Regions from separate parts of the Mus musculus genome. Here region 2 is linked to region 1. A link is a contact called in public Hi-C data. All regions are on one chromosome and are shown on one strand. The core of a region is the stretch at or near the end of the contact, and the rest is flanking DNA. Distances in the headings are between cores, read along the strand shown.

Region 1 (7,088 bases), core at 2,458-4,957:
CCCCCTTTGACGCACTTCTGCTTTTTGTTTTGTTTGGGGGGGTTGTTTGTTTGTTTGTTTGTTTTTGTTTTTTCAAGACAGGGTTGCTCTGTGTAGCCCTGGCAGTCCTAAACTCAATTTGCAGACCAAGCTGGCCTTGAACTCTCAGAGATCTGCCTGCCTCTGTCTCTGAGTGCAGGGATTAAAGACATGTATGGCCAAGGCCAGCATCTGTTTGATGTCTTTCATCTGGCTGGCCAACTAGGAAACAGAAAAGGTGGAGGCAGAGCGAGCAGAGAACACCCAGGGCTTCTGCATTCTCACATTTCCACATTTCCACATTTAAAACCTCAAACAGCCCTGTGCGGCTACATGGATGGCTTGCGTATGTATTAGCTAAAACCAGTGAACCTGGAGAGGACCTAGGAAGCATCTCTTGGCAGCCTAAGAAACTGAAAGAGAAATTCTACATAGAAATTTGCATTCTCGTTCTGGCTCGGTCCACTTGTTGAATCTTTGGCAGGTGAGTCTGTTTTCTCCCTCTTCTAATGGGGCAGGTCCTGTTGACCTAAAGGAACTACTGTGAGCTGAATCTAGTGACACGCGCCTATAATCCCAGCACACAGATAGCTGAGGCAGGAGGGTCAAGGGTTTGAGACCCAAGTGTACTACATAGTAAGACAAAAGAAGGGGATGGGGGAAGGGCTGTAAGAACCGCCTGCTCCTGTGAATTCCCAGGGTGCAGTATGCGGGATCTCGTACTGTTTTACAAGGAGCAAATCCGATTTGAAATACACTCAAGAAACATATAGGATGGTGTTGTCCTGGTGTCTCTTCCATTTAGGAAAACATCTGGACGAATATTCACCATCACGGATCCTTCTCAAAGGGAGAATTTGGTGAAAATTACTTTATTTCCACTAATCTCCCCTCCCCAATAAAAAAAGAATCCATATTCTATTTATACCCCACGCAGGGACTATCACTCAAGACTGTGCACTCCTTGTCCCTCACAAGGCCTGCAATCCACTGTGAAGGTCAGGAAACCAGCAACAGGAGCCTTCTAATAGATTCACCCACTGTTTTTGTCTTTAACTTCTTTACATGGTGGTTTGCCTCAGCCAGGACTACCCAGCCAGACCAGTTTCTAATAAAGCCATCGGTTGTTTTTCTAGTTGTTTCCTTCTATTTCTTGCAGGGCGATTTGTTTTTCCAACCACTTCCTCATAGCCCTAAACAGTGAGGGCCCTGTGACAGTCCGGTGACAGTCCAGTGACGCATCTCTAACCATGGTCCTTCCTTGGTCCACTTCTCTTTTAATGGCCACAGTGGAGGCTCCACTAGAGGACCACTAGAGGACTACTCAGCCCAACATCACCTGTGCTTCGACAACCAAAGCCAGTGAATTAGCAAAATTACCATTATCTCTCCCTGGCGATTTCAACGGTTCTGCTTTCCTATAGATGGAGAACTAGGGTACACTATGCATGAAGCAGCCTCAGCTCACACCCAGTGTGGCATCACTGCTTAGCTGGTCCTGCCCGGCTGGTTTTTTGTTTTGTTTTGTTTTTCCAGAAAGTAGCTTTGGGAAAGGAGAGTGCTTGTAAATGTGCCACCTCTTGGGTAAACAAGCATTTGCCATTCTTTGTCATCCAAGACAAAGTAGAGGAAGGTGGAAAGTTAATGTCATTACAAAATACAGGAGTTCCTAGGAGGGAATGCAAAGGTGCCATTCTCCCATTGTTTCAAGTCTCCCGCAGTGGGCGGGGTGCAGGAAGACTTAGAATGTCGGGAAGGAAAGGGGCTGCCCTTTTCAGTAAAGCAGGTCTACTGGGCTTTGCTGTGGAGCTGCTATCTCTGCTTCAGGCTGCGACACATTATCACACCATCTTGAGGAAGCAGACACTGGCCTCCTGAACTCTGCTAAGGAGCTATCAGATGGCTGCAGCTCCAGCCTGACAGCCCAGCAAAACCCAGACTCATTCAGTCAGTTAAGTTACACTGCTGGTCAAATAACTTTGAAAAAAACCCTCCAGGTGAGCCAGGTGTGGATAATCTTACCATGTGGGAACTAAAGGCAGGAGGGTCCGCATCAGCTACCTAGTGAGTTCCAGACCAGCCTAGACCACATGAGACCCTGGCTGAAAACCAAACCAAACAAAAAAACAAAAGCAAAATGTCACCGGTTTAGGGAGAGTAAGGCAGGGACACTGAGTTTGAACTTGCTTGTTACTAGTAATGGGCTACATAGAAAAAGCCTTTAAAATGTCTCCAGTTAGGGGGAGCTAAGTCATTTTCCAGAGATAACGTTCAGCATCCACAGTATGTTTTCTGTAGACTGCCAGTAGGAACACAACCTTAAGTGCTACAATTACAATATACGTTTTTTTTAAAAAAAAAAAAAAAAAAGATTGAGAATTCAAGCAATAAGAAATAAATTCAGCCCTAAACCTTACAAGACTATTAGTCTTACATTCTCAAACTAGATTGGTCCAAATGACAAACTAACATAAAGATTTGGGGGGTGGGGTGGAAATTGAAGGAACTTAAATTTGCACGGAATGTCTAGGTGACTATTCTGGTGTTCGTATAACTGCCATTTTAAATGTGAAAGTTTCAGCTTGGCACTAGCTTTATCATCGGCCTGCTAGGGATAACCACATAAGTATTAGCATCAGTTTTAGAACCTCTACCAAAAATCTACCTGTGGTGGTTTGAATATGGTTTGCTCAGGGAGTGGCACTATTTGGAGGTGTTGCCTTGTTGGAGGAAGTTTGTCACTGTGGGGGTGGGCTTTGAGACCCTCCTCCTAAGTTGTCTTCTGTTGGCCTTCAGATGAAGATGTAAAACTCTCACCTCCTCCTGCACCATGCCTGCCTGGACACTGCCATGCTCTTTTGATGATAATGAACTGAACCTCTGAACCTGTAAGCCAGCCTCAATTAAATGTTGTCCTTATAAGGGTTGCCTTGGGGCTGGCGAGATGGCTCAGCGGTTAAGAGCGCTGACTGCTCTTCCGAAGGTTCAAATCCCAGCAACCACATGGTGGCTCACAACCATCCGTAATGAAATCTGATGCCCTCTTCTGGAGTATCTGAGGACAGCTACAGTGTACTTACATATAATAGATAAATAAATCTTTAAAAGAAAAAAAAAAAAGAGTTGCCTTGGTCATGGTGTCTGTTCACAGCAGTAAAACCCTAAGACAGAAGTTGTTATCAGGGATTGAGGCATTGCTGTGATAGGCCTCAATTATTATGCTTTTGTTTGGAGGAATGTGGATTTGGGGACCTTGTCTTTGGGAAGCCCTGAAATGAAGTGAGGCTTATTGGACCATCCTAGTAGGAATGTAGAAGACATTGGTGCCGAGGATGATTTGAACTGCACAGAACTGGAGATTTTAGTGAAGAATGTTAGTATGTGGCCTAGAGACTGTTTTTGTGATGCTTTGGTGAGGAATATAGCCACTTTGCGCCATTGTCCAAAGAGTCTGCCTGAGGCTAAAGAGAAGAGATTTAGTTTAGTTGCTTTGACAAAGGAAGTCTCAAAGCAGCCTGGTACGAATTCTGTTGTGTGGTTACTACAGCCCACTCGTATGAAGAGCATTTTGATGAAAAGGAGCACGCTTTGAAAGGTAAAGTACAAAATGTATAGTTCAGAGAATAAAAGGGCACCAGGAAGAAGAATGGCGCTGAACCCTATGTTCAAGGAGACAAACAGATTAAGGGAGTGGTGACCTGGAGGCAAGATCCCACCCTGCTGAGGTTATTGTTTATGCTTTTGCAGCCAAACAAGGGACTTGGTAGTTGTTTTCATTTGGACTTTTAATCTGAAATGAACCACAGTCCAGAAACAGAGAGCACAACTGTGATCCAGATTGTGAGGCTGGAAGACACAGGCTTTGGATCTGGATCTTGAGGAATAGTGCCCATGAAAAGCTTAGGCCCAGACATGGTGATATACATCTTTGATCCCAGGAGACAGAGACAAGCTGATCCCTGAGTTCAAGGCCAGCCTAGAACAGAGCCAGTTCCAAGTAGAGAAAAGCATCGGTCCAGACATGGTGATATAAGCCTGTAATCCCAGCATTCAGGAGACAGAGCCATGCAGATCTCTGAGTTCAAAGTCAAGCTACAAAGCAAGTTCCAGGATAGCCAAGCTTTGGGAGCGAAGGAGTAGAAAAACAGAAAGCTGGTAATAGAATAAGCGGGACCATGTTCCAGCTCCTGCAACCAGCAGAACTCGGCAGCTTCGGCCATGTGGCTCTGGCTTTAGAATCAAGAGTAGGAGACTACTGGGACAATTAATGATGTTGGTTAGCTGGAGCTAAGAAATTAGTGGTGATTAAGAGACCAGCATCACTGAGGTGAAATCTTCTGGGAAGGGTTTTCTGAGAGTAGAAAGAAGCTGTGTCCCAGAGATAGCCAAGGTTGTACCTCGTGCTACAGCTGGACTTGTGATGAGTAAGAATCACATGGTACAGGTTTTAAAGGCATGAAGGGGTCATGGAGAGCAGCTGAGGCTTGGCACTGTGAGAGGCCAGGGAAGACCACTGGTAAAAGTGCAGCCTCAGTTGCAGTTGATGGCCCAGGACTGAAGGGGTCATGCAAAGGAGCTGAGGCTTGGCACCATAAAGGGAGCCTATGAGAGGCTATTGGTGAAGCCTAGTTGCAGTGAGAAACCTCAGCATGTTAGAAATGCCAGTACCATGGGATGATCTCCAGGACGAGCAGCAGCAATGAGGTGGAGTCAACCAGACCCTGGAGTGCTACAGAGGGCAGGGCTGGAAATGTGACTCGAGACCTTTGGAAGGGCCAGACGATCATGTGTGGATCCCAGACATGGGAACAAGAGATATAAAGCTGAAGTTGCCTTGGATACCCTAAGATGTTAGAGATGCCAGAACTGTGGTATACGTGCTGAGAAAAGATGCTAACAGGGAGGAGAACCAGCCCAAGAGAAAGAAGTATGTTGCAGTCAACAAAGCATAAAGGAGTTGGAGATCTGAAGAACACTTTGACGCCAGACATGGAGTTTGGAGTTTCCCCAGCTGGTTTTTGGTCTTACTTTTCCTCACTGTGTCATTTTGGAATGGCAATATATATCCTGTGACTTTGCAGGTCTAGATCTGCTTTTTTGACTGATTTTATAGGGGATTAGAGTAAAGAGATTAGATGAGACTTTGAACTTTGGACTTTTAAACATTGTTGAGACTATGATAGACTATGGGGACTTTTGAAGTTGGACTAAATGTATTTTGGATTATGCTATGTTTAGGTATGGCCCCCATAGACTCATGTGTTTAAATAAGCCTATGGGGGCCAGGAAATGGAATGTGGTGGTTTGAATATGCTTGGCCCAGAGAGTGTCATTATTAGGAAGTGTGGCCTTGTTGGAGTAGATGTGGCCTTATTGGAGAATGTGTGTCACTGTGGGGGTAGGCTTTAAGACTCTCCTCCTATCTGTCTGAGGAGACAGTCTTCTCCTGTCTTGTTTTGGAACAAGATGTAGAACTGTCAGCTCCTCCGGTACCATGCCTGCCTAGATGCTGCCATGCTCCCACCATGATGATAATGGACTGAACCTCTGAACCTGTAAGCCAGCCCCAAATAAATATTTTCCCCTATAAGAGTTGCCTTCATCATAGTGTCTCTTCACAGCATTGAAACCCTAAGTAAGATACTACCATTTGCCTGTTTACATCTTACATTTTAAAAAGACTTTATTTTTAATTATGTATATATTTTGTGCATCTGTGCACATGTGCATGCAAATGCCCATGGTGTCCAGAAGAGGGCATTAGATCCCCTGGAGCTGGAATTATCGGTGCTCTTGAACTGCTGGTAGTGGGAGGTGGTACTCAAACTTTGATCTTCTGCAAGGTATTTTGTTTGCTTGTTTGTTTGTTTGTTTGTTTGTTGAGATAGAGTCTCACCTAGTACTTGCTATATAGACCAGGCTGGCCTTGAACTAACAGAGATCTACGTGCTTCTGCTAGGATTAAAATTGTGTGCCACCATGGCCAACTATATCTAACACTTTTTAAACTGTACAGGAATGCCTTTACTTTACCTTTGGTTGTAATTTTCCATGAGAGAAGTTATGTCAACGGATATTGAGAGCAGACGGCAGGGAGTTAGACATGAGGTAACCGAGGAGAATTCAGCTGCACCTCCTGATGAGCAGATGCCCCTGTGGTTAATCATCCTTGAAGCTGCAGGTGGATTCTTCCCACTAAGCCAGCAAAGGCCCTGGCAAACCGCCCCAATGTCCATGCATGAACAGTAATAAAGGTTTGAACCCTCTAAGCACCAGGCTTCATTACAATACTATTTGCGCTGTGGTTTTGAGCCTCTTTTGTGAACATTTCACAAGGATCAAGGGGGAAACACCTGAAAAGGAGATTCAATCCACTATGATTTGAGGGCAAAAAAAAAAAAAAAAGGTCATCTTACTTCCATGAATATGCCACCCACCTCAAGAATATTTATAAAATCTTAAAAATACATCAAGCAGAACTGAATGAGTTACCTTCCTAGGTCACCCCCATCCCTTGTATGTGTGTGTGTGTGTCCCTGGAGTGGTCTCCTTCCCCTTGCCTTGCCAAATAAACTAGCCGTGTCTCTTCTTTCCTCCAGAAGAAAAGAACAGAAGGGAAACCTTCACCTAGTAGTAATAACACTTGTGGAGTGAAATAAGAGAAGGCGTGTACTTGAAGGAATTGTAAATATTTATAATAGTGCAGATTATAAGCATTGCCTTTGCCAATAAACAGGAGATAGGAGTTAGCATAATCACACTCTCCGACTAAGCTCTGACACTAGCAATGCACTGCAAGTTGATGGATGAGTGAGGATCCTTTCCATGAATAAAGTGAGTAATGATTCAAATACTCTATGGTTTTTAAAAAACTGAACACATATAAATTATCTGCAAGGCATTCTTACCCAGCTTCCAAGCACAAGTAAGGACCTGGGAGTCATTTCCTGACCAGCCTCTCTCTCAGTCACCAAGAAGATGTTTTTCTGAGTACAAATAAGATTGAAACGCTCTGCTCTATTGATCATCCAGGTTTGTTAAGACAGACCTGCTCTTGATTAAACAAATAT
Region 2 (7,088 bases), core at 3,383-5,882, 85 kb before region 1:
TTTTGAGGTTTTTGTTTGCCTGTTGGGTTTGGTTTTTTGTTTTTTTTTTGTTTTTTTTTTTTGCTTTGGCTTTTGTGCTCTTTTTGTTTGTTTGTTTGTTTGCCCTGTCTTCATAGTTACATCTACCCATTTCAGTCAGAGAACCTGACCTGACACACCAGACTGGAAGACAAGAGGACCTTCTGTATAGGTTCCGTCTTTCCAAGTGCAAGTCCTCCATTTATTAAGTAGAAGTATCTTTTTAAAGTACCAGTTTGGCTTTTGTTCCCTGGTGGAGGTAGCTTGGCGGTATCTGGCCATACTGAGAGCTGGGGTGTGAGATTTTAGCCATCACTGTGGCCCCTGCTTCTTTCCACCTTAGACTCTGAGGAAGGTCATTTAGCACTGTAGAAATGAGTACCACATGTTCCTCTGAAGTCAGCCTGGGAAAAAAATCTTTCTCATATGATCACTCAGGTCTTGGGTCTCTTTGAAACGTCAAGACATGAAGGGAGTCTCAGGGTTATTATATTAAGATGGGATGTGACTATTCTAAGACCCAGTCTGAAACCTGGAGAGGCTCTGAGTGAAATGAAGTGGCAGCTGGGGTCTCTCATACAAACAGTTCCCTAGCCTTCCTGTTCCAGTCCACCCTCCAGAATCGATAACCGCGTTGCATCCTTACACGACTTCTCATTTCTCCAACCTTCCTGACAGGATCCACGAGGCATTTCCTGGTCTAGACCCTGCCATCTGTGGCCCTAGCTCTGCCACTTCCCAGCCTCGCGGCTTCTTAACATTTCTAAACTGCAGCTTCTCTCTCTGGTTAATTTATATCTTCACTTCATGGTGACCCTCATGACTAAGCAGTGTGTTTCTTAAGTAGTTAGCACCTCGCTGAGACACGAGCTTCTATTATTTTACTCCCCCCGCCCCCCGCCGCACCCTGCACCCCCATCTCCTTTCTATTTCACAATCCTGACTCTGCCCTGGCTTCTCATTTCCCCACCTTTGCACATCCACTAGAACACAAACTCCGCAATGCTGGGAGCTCTGTTCTGTTTGATACTTTAGCCCCAGCACCTAAGACCATCCGTGGCACATAACAGTGTTAAATGATGTCTAACTGAATGACGCTGTACTTCTGCCAGTGCCACCCTTCCCCCGACTCCCGCCCCTCCTCTGCTCATGCAGCCATGATGTGGCAGGCCATCCCGCCCACCTTCCATCCTGAGCAATCCCACGCGCTCCCTCGGCAGCTGTGCACACTCCTCTGCTAATCAACAGATCACCCTAGATCCAATGTACACAATGCACACAGATATTAATGGGGATGGGGGTGGGGGATCAGCCGAGCTTTGTTAGCTGAGGTTGTCTTGGGACATTGGTGGGTCTTCTTTCACCTTCTTCTTCCCATATATTAGTTGATTCTATCTTCAGCCCCAAATTTTGGAGTGTGTGAACTCCCAAAATCTTTCTCTCTAATACTCTGCCCCCTTTGATTTCCCCAAGGGAGACAGGCAGGCTCTTTTAGATACTTGAAACTTGCATTATAAAAACTTAATAAAACTTATTTCCCAGAACAGGACTTGGCGTGTGAGGTAGCTACAAGTCCCATAATGTCAGGCATCTCAGCACCGCCTCCAGCTCCTAGCATGCTGGTCCCAGCATATCACTCTACCTAAGCAAGCGCATGCCTGCTGTGGCTCCCAGGTAGACAGGAGTCTGGTGATGCTTGGATGTTGGTATCAGTTCGGTGGACAGTTCCATGCATTCGGCCAGGTACGCACCGATTTCATCTGTTTTCTGAGCATATTTTGAGATTCCAGGACCTGAGGGAAGATACAGTCGGTGAAAACCTTTAAAAGAAAAAGTGTGGAGCGTCTACCTTGACCATATTTTTTAAAAGTGTTTGCTAGGAAAATGGGAGGAAACGCTTCTTGGCATGGCGTACATTGGGTTATATTTCTTAGCGGGGAGAGCGGCTGCAGTCAGAAGCACCTAGTGGATGGGCGTGGCACCCTTTTGGGTGTGTCTGTGAGGCTGTTTGCAGAGAGGTTTACCTGGGGAGTTAGGATGTGGACTGCAAAGCTCCTGTTGCCATGGTTTCCCCACCATGATGGACATGTCTCCCTTAGAAGCAAGGGCCAATATAAGCCCTATTTCCCTTAAGTTTCTCTCTCAAGTATTTCATTAAAGTCTTGGAAAAAAAGTAGCTAACACATGTATATGTAGTATTGTATTTTTTAAATCTTGTAATTTTAAAATTTTGCTGGTAAAACCTGGTGTTCATTGATTTGGCCACAAGGTGGTGCCATTTCACATCCTCTGGCACTAATGCAGCTCTTACAGTGGGTTCTCTGTTGGCCTCTTTTGAATGATCCTTTCCACAGAGCTGTAATTAACAACATTAGTTCCTAGAGGGCCTAGGTAAAGATGGCATTTAGTGGAAAGTACCCAACACGCTGGCTTTTCCTGAAAAGACAGAGTGTGTCATTAACTAGTTATGTCATAGAGTATGCCCTAACATTTATGGGGTTTCTTCCTTTGTTAGAATAAACAGAAACAGAGTCTGCAGACCCTGAGTCTTTTCTGCTCTGGTACCCCTGCCTCCCTACTAAGACTGTTATTTCAATTTTAGAGCAAACTAACGGTTGTTATGGAGAGGACTGGAGCCAAGACTCCTACCCTGAGGTGAATTCGACTGCTTCCTACCAAGAGTTTGCTTTCAAGGTGATTATTCAAACGGGCTTTTTAAACGCCTGTTTGTGTAACATAATGAGAAGCCCCAAGCTCTGTTAGTGGCTTGCTTCTGATTCAGGAAATCTGACCTCAGCGTTCTGCTAACTCTGTATGTGTGGGTTCAAACACATGCATTCATGAGATGATCCTCAGAAGAAAGAACCTTCATGAGCACCGCCTCGGTCGTAGCAAGGCCTCAGTACTGGCACACCAGGGTCCAGGGAGAGTGGCTTTCTCTTTCTAACCCTGCCCAGTTCCTTGGCAAATTACAAAGGTCAGTGGAAGCTATTCGCCATCAGATTAAAAGTCACGTCTCTCCTGAGATCTAGACGACCTGTTTGAAAAAAAAAGCCAGTGTGTTCTTGGCTCAAAAGGCCAGCAGAGACAAAGCTCACAGGGGCGCGTGGCGGAGAGCAAGTCAGGGTAGCTGAGCTATCAGCCATCCTCCAGGTGTGATGTTAAAAGTGACTTTGGCTGGGACGGGGTATGGGGGAGATTATCAGCAGTGCTTCTGTGGGAGCCTGTAGTGTGGCTAGGGGCCTGGACCACCATCTGGACTCTCGAAACTTACAGGGTCCTCCAGGCTTCAGCTTCCTTCCCTGGAAAATGAGATTTAAATGACACCCCCCCGCCCCCCCCCCGCCCCCCTCCCCACCCTAAAAGTCTGTGATCTACTCTTCTCTGCCTCTGAAGAGAACAAAAGCTTTTGAGGTTTTCCTCCAGGTTGCAGTCTGAGCCGAAAATAGAAAATAAGAAGAGAGGTCGAGCATCCCACCAGAAGCACCAGGGAACTTGGTAGAAATGTAAAGCCCCAGGCTCCCACCCAGACCTGTTGACTTGGGATCTCTGGCTGTAGGCGGCCCTATGTCTGTGTGCTAAGAGCTCCCACCAACCCCCACCCCAGGTAGTGCTAGGCCATTTCAAGTCTGAGAACCACGGCTGAGATGTGGATATGTCAGCCAGATCCATCAGTCCCCAACTTAAGTAACTTTAAACACGTGGCATGAGCTGTCTTATCTCGCAGCCCTTGTTTTTAGGACAGAGCTGCTGCTGCTCACCTACCAGATCATGAGAGTGAAAAATGTGTGCTGAGTTCATGATACATTGCTGTAAGCATGATACAAGTATACACAGACATGCCCTATTGACGAGGGCTACTATTGCTCAGTTCATGTGTGTGTGTGTGTGTGTGTGTGTGTGTGTGTTTTGCTGAGAACCTAACCTAGAACATCATGAATATTAAGCCTGTACAATACCATTGAGTGACACCTTCAGCTATTTTTAAATTTGCCTATTTTTCAAGAATTGATCTCAACATTATTGTTACTACTGGCAGTAGTAATAAGGACTGACCACAGGGCCTCATGCATGTGAGGCATATGCTACAACCGCTGAGCTACATCTGTGTCTTGTTTAAAGCGGAGTCTTACTAGGTGGTCCAGGCTGGCCTGAACATTGATGATCCACCTGCTTTCCAGCCTGTGCTACTAGGCCTGGCTCAGTGTCATTTTACAGTGATAATAAAATACCAACGGCAGATCCTCACGCCTCTCACATTCCTGTGGCCCGCTCTTCCCGTTCCGTGCCCCGCCCCCGTCTTACCTTTCACTTGGCATTCCTCTAACTGCTGCACCACCCCTGTGTCATTCTCCTTCTCGGCCGGCCACTTGTAGATGTACAGGTTGGTGTGAGATGACCCCGCATCCAACACAATCCCATACTGAGGGCAAATCAAATGTAAAACACTTATTAGCACGACACCACACTTCTCCATATTTAGCTTGCAAAGGAAGTAGACAGAGGTGGGAATTTTCAAACCATAAAGAGAAAATTCTCTCTCTAAGCTAAGTGGAACATTTGGTGCTGAGAACTAGAGCGACCACCCCCAGTGCCAAGGGTTATCAGTGCATCACTCTAGATAAGGCTGCACCTTAGAAACATCCGGGCCTTACCCGGGGCGGGCCTGAGCCGTGGGGCTATTTAGGAAATGCTCAGTTATTCTAGTGTGAAGCTGGGATCAATCCCACAGGCTGAAGCAGTGGAGACTATGAAAGAAACAGAAAACCATGGCTTCTCACACTTGTCCACACCCTGGTATCAGCTGAGAGCTACAGAGGCTGAGCCCCACCCCCACTCCACCCCCACCCCACCCCCACCCCGTCCCACCTCAGACGCTGGTTTAGAGTGGTCTGCTCACCAGCAGCATCATGAGATCCTGTAGGATCCTAATGCGCAGACAAGCCTGGCAACCACTGGGCTAGCCCACAGAGGCTGCAGAGATGTGATAAATGTATGCAACTGATTTGGGTTCAGTGACTGTGGAATTCTATTTTAAAGAGAGAAAGGCTTGCTTTTTTTAATTCAGGAAACTGTAAAGCTGTATTTGGCATATTTTAAGACAGATGCACTTGGTGTCTGCAGCTCTTTAAAGGGAGGAGGGGGCTGCAGGAGTTGAGGAAATCGGGGATCCGGGAACACAGGGGGGCAGCTTAAGCAGCAAAGGCCTCTGAGCCCCGGCACACATGTGAGAAGCTGGGCGTGGTGCTGTGCCTGCAATCCCGACAGTGCGAGGCCTCGGGTGCGGCTGAGGCTCACTGGTCAGCTAGCCTGTCCTGATCAGCAGGGCCCAGGCCCCAGGGAGGGCTCCATTTCAAAGAATAAGGTGGATGGTGCCTGTGGAGGAATGTCACCTGAGGTTGCCTTCTGATCTCCACATGCATGTGCACAAATGTGCAGGCATGTCCATATATACATGTGTACCTGAAGCACAGAAGATGAGAAGAAAAAGCAGCATAAATATGAACTAGGTGGTTAGAGGGAAAAAGGGCGGGACCAAAGGCACCACATTGGGTATCGTGAGTGAGTTGATGATGCACCAAGCGGGGATGGATCGTGTGAAGTGTTTTAGACGTGAATTACTTTATTTGAACTCAGAACAATGCCAAGAAGCAGAGGCTATTTTTAATCCTTTTTATATAGATGAGAAATACCAGAAGGTAGTTAATAAATCTAGTCTGATTTAGCCTCAGAATCAAGACCTTGTCTGTGGAACATGGAACAAGGGCTGAGCACAAAGCCAGGCATCGTGGAGATCCCTTCTAAAGACATCTGTAAGGACGACTCTGGCACTGTGTACAGACATGAGGATGCAAGGACGACTCTGGCACAGTGTACAGACGTGAGGACAAGCCCCAGTGTACTTCTGCACAGTGCACACCCACCCGACACTAGACAAATCAAATACAGAACACTTGTGGGCCCAGGAGGCTTCTTGGTGCTCCTTTAGTCATTTTCCCCAAGAAGCAATCTCTGCTTTGACATTTGTCACCAAAGATGACGTTTGTCTGTTTTGAGCTGTAGCAAAGGGACATCGTATAGCATAGCCACTAGGTGTAATGTCACTGTGTTTTCATTCATTCTAATGTTGACAGACATTTGGACTATTTATAATCGAGACTATTACAGATATAGCTGCTTTAAACATTCATGAGATTTCGCTTTTATGGAATAAAAACTTTATTTTTTTTCTTTTTCTTTTTTTCTTTTAAAGCTATTTCTCCCATGGAGTAGACTGTCAAATGCCTATATTGGTCAATTAATATTCACAAAATTGGGGATAAATCTGATATTGATTAGTGATGCCTTCCACGGGCTCTATCAGGATAACATGACAGCACATGTGGTTTGATTAGTGATGCCTTCCATGGGCTCTATCAGGATAATATGACAGCACATGTGGTTTGATTTTACATAAGTGTAAGCGGTGTCCTGTGAGTACGGATGTTCACATGCATGTGGTCACATGTAAGTAAGTGCACGTGGAGGCCTGGGGCTGACACCAGGAGTCTCCCTCAAGTACCTTGTTCACTGAGGCAGGGTTGCCAACACAGTTAGTCTGGGTCTGTCTAGTCAGTTTGCTACTGGGGTCTCCTATCTCCACCTTCTGAATGGTGGGCTTACAGACATGCTGCTGTGGCCTCCAGCAGGTATGTGCTCTGGGAATCAGAACTCTGGTCCTCACACTCACCTAGCAAGTGCTGTATCAGAGCCACCTCTCCAGCCCTTGAACATTCGTTCTCTAATCATCTCTAGTGAGAAAGCGAGACAAAGCAAAGTAGAGCAGCGGTGCCCTTGGGCCTGTGCAGTTCAAAATGGGGCCTTCCACTTGAAAAAAAAAGACTATATTTGTAATATGTATTTATATTATATAAGTTCACATTGTCTCATCTATTAATACCTAAGAGCTTACAGGTAGAAAAGACAAGAGTGAGAATTTAAGAGACCTCCCTGGCCACTAGGTATAGCCAAAGGCAGAGCCTCTTAGGTACCTAAAGTCATTCCGTTTCACTAGGAGGCAGCCCTGTACA

The links. Hi-C and Micro-C count contacts between places; a contact is called where the count stands out from the background.
Region 2: a Hi-C map of morula shows a contact between it and region 1, with 2.7 times the contacts expected there. The contact joins two enhancer-like sites. A contact is called at or near these places in 2 of 15 datasets of contacts at CTCF or cohesin (CD8 T cells and large pre-B cells), 18 of 484 Hi-C or Micro-C datasets (8-cell embryo, CD4 T cells, the G1E-ER4 cell line and 8 more), 12 of 115 datasets of contacts at active chromatin or transcription factors (CD4 T cells, CD8 T cells, the HPC-7 cell line and 5 more) and 4 of 9 other capture datasets (adipose tissue, embryonic stem cells, liver and 1 more).

The regions. Positions count from the first base shown.
Region 1 is chr19:40,632,015-40,639,102 of GRCm38.p6, reverse strand. It overlaps a transcript of Entpd1 not described here. Among named protein-coding and RNA genes, the nearest start is that of Tctn3, 23 kb to the right of the region's middle. Within about 2 kb of position 3,707, at least 3 of the 459 cell types and tissues checked have an H3K27ac peak or open chromatin away from gene starts, as enhancers often do. A contact at or near this core is called in 8-cell embryo and morula, where this site is marked.
Region 2 is chr19:40,717,810-40,724,897 of GRCm38.p6, reverse strand. Entpd1 (ectonucleoside triphosphate diphosphohydrolase 1) reads right to left here. Exons shown (of 10, transcript NM_009848.4): 3 at 4,324-4,441; 4 at 1,661-1,811. Among named protein-coding and RNA genes, the nearest start is that of Gm41846, 10 kb to the left of the region's middle. Within about 2 kb of position 4,632, at least 17 of the 459 cell types and tissues checked have an H3K27ac peak or open chromatin away from gene starts, as enhancers often do. A contact at or near this core is called in 8-cell embryo and morula, where this site is marked.